2 separate regions of the Macaca mulatta genome follow, and region 2 is linked to region 1. Evidence: chromatin contacts called from public Hi-C data. All regions are on one chromosome and are shown on one strand. The core of a region is the stretch at or near the end of the contact, and the rest is flanking DNA. Distances in the headings are between cores, read along the strand shown. Region 1 holds the start of AP2S1 (adaptor related protein complex 2 subunit sigma 1). Region 2 holds the start of CCDC9 (coiled-coil domain containing 9).

What was found. A called contact is a pair of places that touch in the nucleus more often than the background predicts.
Region 2: a contact with region 1 is called in a Hi-C map of cortical neurons, with 3 times the contacts expected there. The contact joins the promoter of CCDC9 here to the promoter of AP2S1 in region 1.

The regions. Positions count from the first base shown.
Region 1 is chr19:59,318,426-59,322,393 of T2T-MMU8v2.0, forward strand. AP2S1 (adaptor related protein complex 2 subunit sigma 1) reads right to left here and starts at 2,268. Exons shown (of 5, transcript NM_001261143.2): 1 at 2,166-2,268. The coding sequence starts at 2,168.
Region 2 is chr19:59,746,058-59,750,679 of T2T-MMU8v2.0, forward strand. It overlaps CCDC9 (coiled-coil domain containing 9), which reads left to right and starts at 1,574. Exons shown (of 16, transcript XR_013409955.1): 1 at 1,574-1,658; 2 at 3,591-3,664; 3 at 3,818-3,922. It also overlaps the pseudogene LOC718020.

The sequences.
Region 1 (3,968 bases), core at 1,018-3,517:
ACAGTTAAAATGGGTTTTGGTATATTCTCTTAGTATATATTCACAGTTGTGTAAAAATCACCACTATCTTTTTTTTTTTTTTTTTGAGACAGAGTCTCACTCTGTCGCCTAGGCTAGACTGCAATGACACTGTCTCAGCTCACTGCAACCTCTGCCTCCCAGGTTCAAGCGATTCTCCTGCCTCAGCCTCCTAAGTACCTGGGATTACAGGCGCATGCCACCATGCCCGGCTAATTTTTGTATTTTTAGTAGAGATGGGGTTTCACTATGTTGGTCAGGCTGGTCTCGAACTCCTGACTTTGTGATCTGCCCGCCTCAGCCTCCCAAAATGCTGGGATTACAGGCATGAGCCACTGTGCCCGGCCTTTTCTCTTTTCTTTTCTTTTTTTTTTTTTTGAGACAGAATCTCACTCTGTCACCTAGGCCAGTGGCACAGTCTCGGCTTACTGCAGCCTCTGCCTCCCGGGTTCAAGCGATCCTCCTGCCTCAGGCTCCCAAGTAGCTGGGATTACAGGCGTCCACCACCACGCCTGGCTAATTTTTGTATTTTTAGTAGAGAGGGGGGTCTTACCATGTTGACCAGGCTGGTCTCGAACTCCTGACCTCATGTGACCAGCCTGCCTCAGCCTCCCAAAGTGCTGAGATTACAGGCATGAGTCACCACCCCAGCCTGAGAGTCTTCTCTTAGGAAAGAGTCCACTCTCTTTCCTAAGCCTCATTCTCCACACACTCTATCCTCCCTCCCCCAACCAACCAAACTGGACTGCAACAGGATGTTACACTCTCCTTCCAAGAACTCCTTCTGCTGAGCCAGGGAAAACCACTTCCTAGCAGGGGAGGGGTCCCGGGCAGGAAGGGACATTGGGGGACCTACACCAGGCAGCCACAGCCTGGGAGCCAAGCCCGAGACATATGCACAGAGTTAGGAGAACTAGAAGCAAACCCACAGAGTTGACAAAACGCTCTGCCTCTTGCTCCCAAATTCCCTCGTATACCTCTCCCTGTTTTCTTCCCAATCGGAATCTCAAGTCCCCTCCGTCCTGAATCCCTGCATCCTCACGCCTCTACCGTCCCCCCTAGATGCCCCCCAACCTTCCCTGTCTCCAATCCCCCTCATCTGGAGTTGTTCCCTTTTGACCTCCACTTTCTCGGTCTTAGTTCCCCTCCTTGGGGCCTCAATGGGCTTTTTATTGGTGACATCCCTTGTTCCACTCCCAGGTTTCCTCCCTTCTTCAAAAGGTCACATTTTGCCTCCAAGGACCCTGTTCCTGGAGGAGACTCCGCCCCGACTCTGACACCCTTTCCCATTCGTTTTCTTTCCCAACTTCCAGCCCGAGGAACCCTTTCCTAGATCCAAAGCCCCAACCTGGGGGATAGGGGCACTCCTAAATCCAATGTTCAGTCTTTGCCCCAACAAAGATTCCTCCCCAGATCTCACACTTTCAAGCCTACTCCCCACCCCACAAGATCTCTCTTTTTGGAAAGACCTATTCAATTGCTATTCAATTGCTCCCCATTCATTCCGAGTGTCTATCTTATCTCCAGGCCCTCTCTCCTTTTACAGAGCTCTCCCAGACGCTTAAGTCTCATTCCCTACAGTTGCCTCCTTTTGGTTTCCTGTGCCAGGTCTCTTCTCCTTGAGATGATCCCTCTCTCATAGGCAGTCTCCTGCCCCTGTTTCAACATCCCCTCTCCACCTGCAATCAGATCCTTGTCTCTAGAGACTCCTCCCACCAAGAAAACCTCCCTCCCCTTTTCCAAGGTCTCGCGTTCTTGTCCCAGCGCTCCCGCCACACTTCCAGAGCGCCTTCCTCTTTGGGACGCCCCCTCCCCACCTCCAATGCCTTCTCGCTACCCCCAAGACTGTGTCTCACGAGTTTCCTCCCGTTTCAAAGCTTCCAACTATCTACAATGTCTCCCACCTGCACGGCCCTTTCCCCTTGGAACACCACCCCAATGCCTGTCGCCGCGAGACCCCTGGTAACCCCCGCGCTTAGAATCACCGCCCTGTGCCCTCCTTCCCGGCCCTGGCCCCAATCCCCGGAGCCCGCGCCCGACCCAGACCATCCGCAGCAGAGAAGGGGCTTGTCAGCGCCCAATCGAGCCTCGGCTATTTACGCGTGGACCCCCCTCCGCCAGTCCCAGGCGTAGCGCGCCCCCGTTACCATGGCGACCCCCGTCCGGACCCCAGCGGCCCCGGTCCCGCGGCGACTGGGCAGCTCCGGCTCAGGGTGCAGTTGTAGGGCCCAGAGCTAGAGCGGACTTCCGGTAGAAAAACCCGCCTTCCCTCTCGCGCACAGACCCCTGGGAGTTGTAGTTTCACCAATGGGGCCAGCCTGGGTGAAGATGGGTGAAGAGTCACAGCCAGTCCTTTTCCTACTAAACGAGTCAGATCCCAAGTGCATGCTGGGATTTGTGGACAAACATCTTTACAGAGGACTACAGTTCCCAAGATGATGAAGAACCAGCGGTGCAGGCGTTGCATTCGGGGAAATGTAGTTCTCTTAGGCACCCCCCCCCCCCCAACCCCAGAGAGAAGGGCATGCTGGGAATAGTAGTTTTAAATTTTGAAAAACTGTCCTGGGGAGCTAGAAAATGTCTTTCCATTCCTCATTCAGTGATTTCTTCAATTTTTTTTTTTAAATAGAGACGGGTCTAGATATATTGCCTAGGTTGATCTCGAACTCAGTTCAAGCGACCCTCAGCCTCCCAAATCACCAAGATTACAGGCATGAGCCACCACCACACCAAGCCAGTGCTTTGCTTAAAACATGTTGCATGTGTCTCTCGGGAGACAACAGTTTAAGAGCATGCATTTGAACCGGCCGGGCGTGGTGGCTCACCCCTGTAATCCCAGCAGTTTGGGAGTCCGAGGCGGGCGGATCACTTGGTCGGGAGTTCGAGAGACCAACCTGACCAGCATGGTGAAACCCCCATCTCTATTAAAAATACAAAAAATTAGCCGGGCATGGTGGTGCGCACCTACAATCCCAGCTACTCAGGAGGCTGAGGCAGGAGAATCACTTGAACCCAGGAGGCAGAGGTTGCAGTGAGCCCAGATCTCACCACTGCACCCCAGCTTGGGCAATAAAGACTCCAAAAAAAAAAAAATCTCTAGGTTGGCCAGGGTGTGGTGGCTCATGCCTGTAATCTCAGCACTTTGAGAGGCTAAGGTGGGTGGATCACCTGAGGTCAGGAGTTCGAGACCAGCGTGGCCAAAATGGTGAAACCCTGTTTCCACTAAAAATACAAAAATTAGCTGGGTGTGATGGAAGGTGCCTGTAATCCCAGCTACTCAGGAAACTGAGGCAGGAGAATTGCTTGAACCCGGGAGGCAAAGGTTTCAGTGAGCCGAGATCATACCATTACACTCTAGCTGGAGTGACAAGAGCAAAACTCTGTCAAAAAAAAAAAAAAAAAGCAAAAACTCCAGGTCCGCAGTTAGTTTAGTTTTTTTGATGTGTTTTGCTTTTGTCTTTGTTTTTTTCCTGAAAGAGGGTCTCCCTTGGTCACCCAGGCTGTAGTACAGTGGCATGATCTCAGCTCACTGCAGCCTCAACCTGCTGGGCCCAAGCGATCCCCTGGCTTCAGCCTCCCGAGTTGCTGAGACTACATACACATGCCGTCACACCTGGCTATTTTTGGGTACTTTTTGTAGAGACAGGGTCTTGCTATGTTGCCTAGGCTGCTCTTGAACTCCTGAGTTCAAGCGATCCTTCCTCTTCCACCTCTCAAAGTATTGAGATTACAGGCATGAGTCACCATGCCCAACCTAGTTTGGTTTTTTTAAATGGCCTTTATTACATTTTAAAAATTATTTCATTTGCCCTATGAGTATGTAGTGTATGTTTGTCTAGATCTCTCATTAGGTAGTGAGTTGTTGAGGGCAGGGACCCTGTCTGATAACTGTATCTTCATTACCTAGAACATGATGACAGATGGTAAGCAGTCAATAAAGTTATTACTAT
Region 2 (4,622 bases), core at 324-2,823, 430 kb after region 1:
CCAGCTAATTTTTGTATTTTTAGTAGAGACGGGTTTCACTATGTTAGCCAGGCTGGTCTCGAACTCCTGACCTTGTGATCCACCCGCCTCAGCCTCCCAAAGTGCTGGGATTACAGGCGTGAGCCACTGTGCCCAGCCAGTTATTTTATTTTATTTAGTTTTTTGAGACGGAGTCTTGCTTTGTCGCCCAGGCTGGAGTGCAATGGCACGATCTCAGCTCACTGCAACCTCTGCTTGCCGGGTTTAAGCGATTCTCCTGCTTCAGCCTGTAGGTGGGATTACAGGCGTTACAGGTGCCTGCCACCATGCCTGGCTAATTTTTGTATTTTTTAGTAGAGACAGGGTTTCACCACGTTGGTCAGGCTGGTCTCAAACTCCTGACCTCAGGTGATCCACCCGCCTCAGACTCCCAAAGTGCTGGGATTACAGGTGTGAGCCAGGGCGCCCAGCCTATTTTATTTCATTTTGAGACGGAATCTCCTTGGTCGCCCAGGCTGCAGTGTGGTGGTGCAATCTCGGCTCACTGCAACCTCTGCCTCCCAGGTTCAAGCGATTCTCCAGCCCCAGCCTCCCAAGTAGCTGGAATTACAGGTGCCCGCCCCCAAGCCTAGCTAATTTTTGTATTTTTTTTTTTGAGATGGTGTCTCTCTCCGTCGTCCAAGCTAGAGTGCAGTGGTGCGATCTTGGCTCACTGCAAGCTCCGCCTCCCAGGTTCACGCCATTCTCCTGCCTCAGCATACTGAGTAGCTGAGACTACAGGCACCCGCCACCATGCCCGGCTAATTTTTTTGTATATTTAGTAGAGACGGGGTTTCACCATGTTGGCCTGGATGGTCTCGAACTCCTGGCCTCAAGTGATCCGCCCTCCTCGGCCTCCCAAAGTGCTGGGCTTACAAGCGTGAGCCATCCCGGCCGGCATTTAAATTTATTTTTGAGAAGGAGTACGCTCTGTCGTCTAGGCTGGGTGCGGTGGCATGATCTCGGCTCACGGCAACCTCTGCCTCCCCGGTTCAAGCGATTCTCCTGCTTTAGCCTCCCAAGTTGCTGGGGTTACAGGCGCGCGCCACCACAACCGGCTAATTTTTTTGTAGAGATGGGATTTCACAATGTTGGCCAGGCTGATCTCGAACTTCTGACCTCAGGTGATCCGCCCGCCTCGGCCTCCCAAGGTTCTGGGATTAGAAGTGTGAGCCACCCCCCGCCGGTTGAACATCTGAAGCTTCTAAAGCGAACTCTTAGGTTTCATTGGCACGAGGGGCTCGAACCAGGTCAGCCTTCCAGGCGTCAGTGCCCAATGCTTGGCATCTACTGACAGAAACCAGGAATAAGGGGCTGGAGGCGGAAACAGCTTGAAGAAAGAGGTAGAGGCCAGGGAGTGAGGACGGTGTCTCCTTTTCCTGGAAGTTGGTAATTCAGGCAGAAGGAAATTGGATGAGCTTCCAAAACACCCGGGGGGCCAGGTGGCCCCGATCCCACCTCCACTGCGGAGACGCGGCCCCTTTAAGGCTCCCGGAAACGGTCCCACAGGGCCGGAAGTGACCCTCTTTATTTCTCTGCCTCACGTGGTGCGGGCAGGAAGTGACGCGCGTGGCCCGGGAGCTGCGGACGCAGAGGCGGACGGAGCTGGAGTCGCGGACGCCGCGGGGTCTCCGGGACAGGTGACCGGGGGGAGGGGGCCGGGAGCGCGCCCAGAGAAGGCGGGGCCTGAAGCTCCACGTGGCGGGGAGCGCGAACAGGCGTGGGCGGGGTGGGGAGCCGCCGGCGGGGGCGGGGTCGGAGTACTCTGCGGGGGGCGGGGACAGGACGCCCACATGGGAAGCTGGAGGGGCGCTGGCGCGGCGGGCCGTTGGGGGGGGTGGGTAGGGCCGAGGCGGGGCGGGGCCCGAGCCTGGGCCGGCGGCTGTGGGCGGGGCCTAAAAGTTGTGGCTGGGCTGTGGGCGGGGCCATATGTTGCTTGGACAGCTGTGTGGCGGGGCTCCGATGCCCGGCGGACGCGCTGTGGGCGGGGCCAGAAAGTTTTGCCTGACTGGAAGTGGGTCCAGATTGTTGGCCGGGACGTTGGGGGCGGACCCAGAGGCTGACGCGTGCCGGGGGCGGGGCCACTTTATAGTGGTGAGCCAGGGGGCGGGGCCAGGGAGCTGGTGGGGAATGCTGGGGGTGGAGCCAGAAAGTTTCGTCTGAGCCACGGGCGCGGCCAGAGCGTTGACGGGGAAGCCACGGGTGGGGCCAGATGCTGACGTAACGAGGTGTGGGAGGGAGTCAGGGGGCGTGTCCAGGAAGTTGGCCAGGCCAATCGGAGGCGGGGCCGGAGGGTTGACTGGGAGGGCCGGAGGCGGGGATGGAATAATAATAATAAGAGATGGGAGGGGCGGGTCTGGGCTGTTGCCTGGGAGAAAGTCGGGAGGGGGGCTAGATTAATGGCCCATGGGTTGGGGCGGGGCTAGAGCGGTTTCCAGGATGTCGGGGAAGTGGCCCTGGCATTCCCAGCTGGATTGAGGCTGGAGCTTTGCACAGAAAATCTGGGGCGGGCCTGGGTATTTTTGTCCTTGTTGGTTGGGGCTGGTGGAGTATTCAGTGGGGCAAAAGGCCAGTTCCAGGAAGCCTCGCCAGTGAGTTCTGGGCCTGTGTACAGAATCCTTTCGGGGGAGGCGGGAGGCTGTTGAGTTTCCTTAGGGTGCTGAAGACCGGGACTAGGAAGTCCCTGGGGAAGGTGTGGGCTTGGCGTGTTCTCTGAAAACTTGGGCAGCCAATAAGAGTGGGGTTCAGACTTTCTTTGAGCGTGGGATTAGGAATGTTTCTGAACCTTACCTGGCGGAGCTAGAATATTCGCCTGAATATGAGAGGCACCAGGATGAGCACAGGGAGGTGGGTCTGGAACTTTCTTGTGCAGGCTGGTTGGAGGGGTTGTAGTTGGAACTCTCGATAGGGAACCGGGCTAGCACTCATACCACAGGGTATGCAGGCTGGACTAGAATCTGCGTTTGGAGGAGAGCAGTGTTGGATACTTAAGTAGTGGGTGGGGGCCAGAATATCCCCAAGGTGGGTTTCACTAGATTGTTTACATGGGAACTGGGTGAGTCCACAAAGATCATGAAAGGGCTGAGTCTTAATTTCTTTCTTTTTGTTTTTTTTTTTGGGACGGAGTCTCGCTCTGTTGCCCAGGCTGGAGTGCAGTGGCGCGATCTCGGCTCACTGCAAGCTCTGCTTTCCCGGGTTCACGCCATTCTGCTGCTTCAGCCTGTAGCTGGGACTACAGGCGCCCGCCACCACACCCGGCTAATTTTTGTATTTTTAGTAGAGATGGCGTTTCACCGTGTTATCTAGGATAGTCTCGATCTCCTGACCTTGTGATCCGCCCATCTCGGCCTCCCAAAGTGCTGGGATTACAGGCGTGAGCCACCACACCTGGCCCATCTTAATTTCTATGGAGAAGGTAGAGCTGGCAGTTGAAGGGAGGGAGAGTGAGGGCTAGAATTCTCTTGCGGTACAGGTTTTTTTTGTGTATGGCTACGAGGAGCCCCCAGTATGTTAGAGGACGAAGTAGATTGGGGGGCCATTGGCCTTAGTCCTTCTTTTTCCTCTGCCCCCAGGAACCCTCAGTGCTGTGTCTAGATTCTGCAGGGGAGGTTTGCTGGGACCTTGACCCCACCGAGCCAGCGAAATGGTGAGGCTGAAAGTGGGTCTCTAGAATCTCAGTTTTGGGGAAGGGGGCTTGGGAGGATGGGATCCAGGGGGGCAGACTCTCAGACCCCAGGGGAAAATCCCTGGTATGGATGGAGGTTTTTCCTTCCATCCCTCAACTGCCTCCTGGTCTCAGGCAGCCACACTCGATTTGAAATCAAAGGAGGAGAAGGATGCTGAGTTGGACAAGAGGATCGAGGCTCTTCGGCGGAAGAATGAGGCCCTCATCCGGCGCTACCAGGTGCCCTAGCCCCGCCCTGGGAGACCCCATCCCCTCTCTTCCCCGCAGTGAGTTTTTCTCACCTCTCCCTTAAAACCTTTTCATGGCTCCCCATCACTGTCAGGATAAAAGCCAAAGGCCTTAGCCTGACATCCCTTCTTTCATTCCATTATTCATTCATTCATTCATTTGTTCACAAGTATTCCCCAAGATCTTTACCGTACCAGCCCCGGTGCTGAGTGGTGCTGGGGATACAGCTGTGATTGAGACAGACCCAGGCCTACCCCTCCAGGGTCCACCGTCTAGTCAGGGATGTCCCAGAGTGGACAAGTCTGGAATCAGGAAATCCAGGGGTCTGTGGGAGTCTGGAGGAGGCTCCTGCCCAGCCTTGGGGATATCAGGAAGGGTTTCCTGGAGGAGTGGACTTTGAGGCTTGAGTGGTGAGTACACAATAACCAGTTGAGAAGGAGAGGGGAACATGTTTCAGGCAGAGAGAACAGTTTGTGCAAATGTTGGAAGCGAGAGAGAGCTTGGAGCTTCAAGTTGGAGGGTTGGTTAGGAGAGAATTGACCTGGGCAGGTCAGCAGGGACTAGGCTGTGCGGGGCCCTGAATGCCACCAGGCTGAGTTTGAACTTTGTCCTGAGGGCGCTGGGGAACCAGGGAGAGCCTTGAGCAGGGGTGGGACCCGTCAGAATAGTTCTTTAGGAAGGCGCCTCTGGG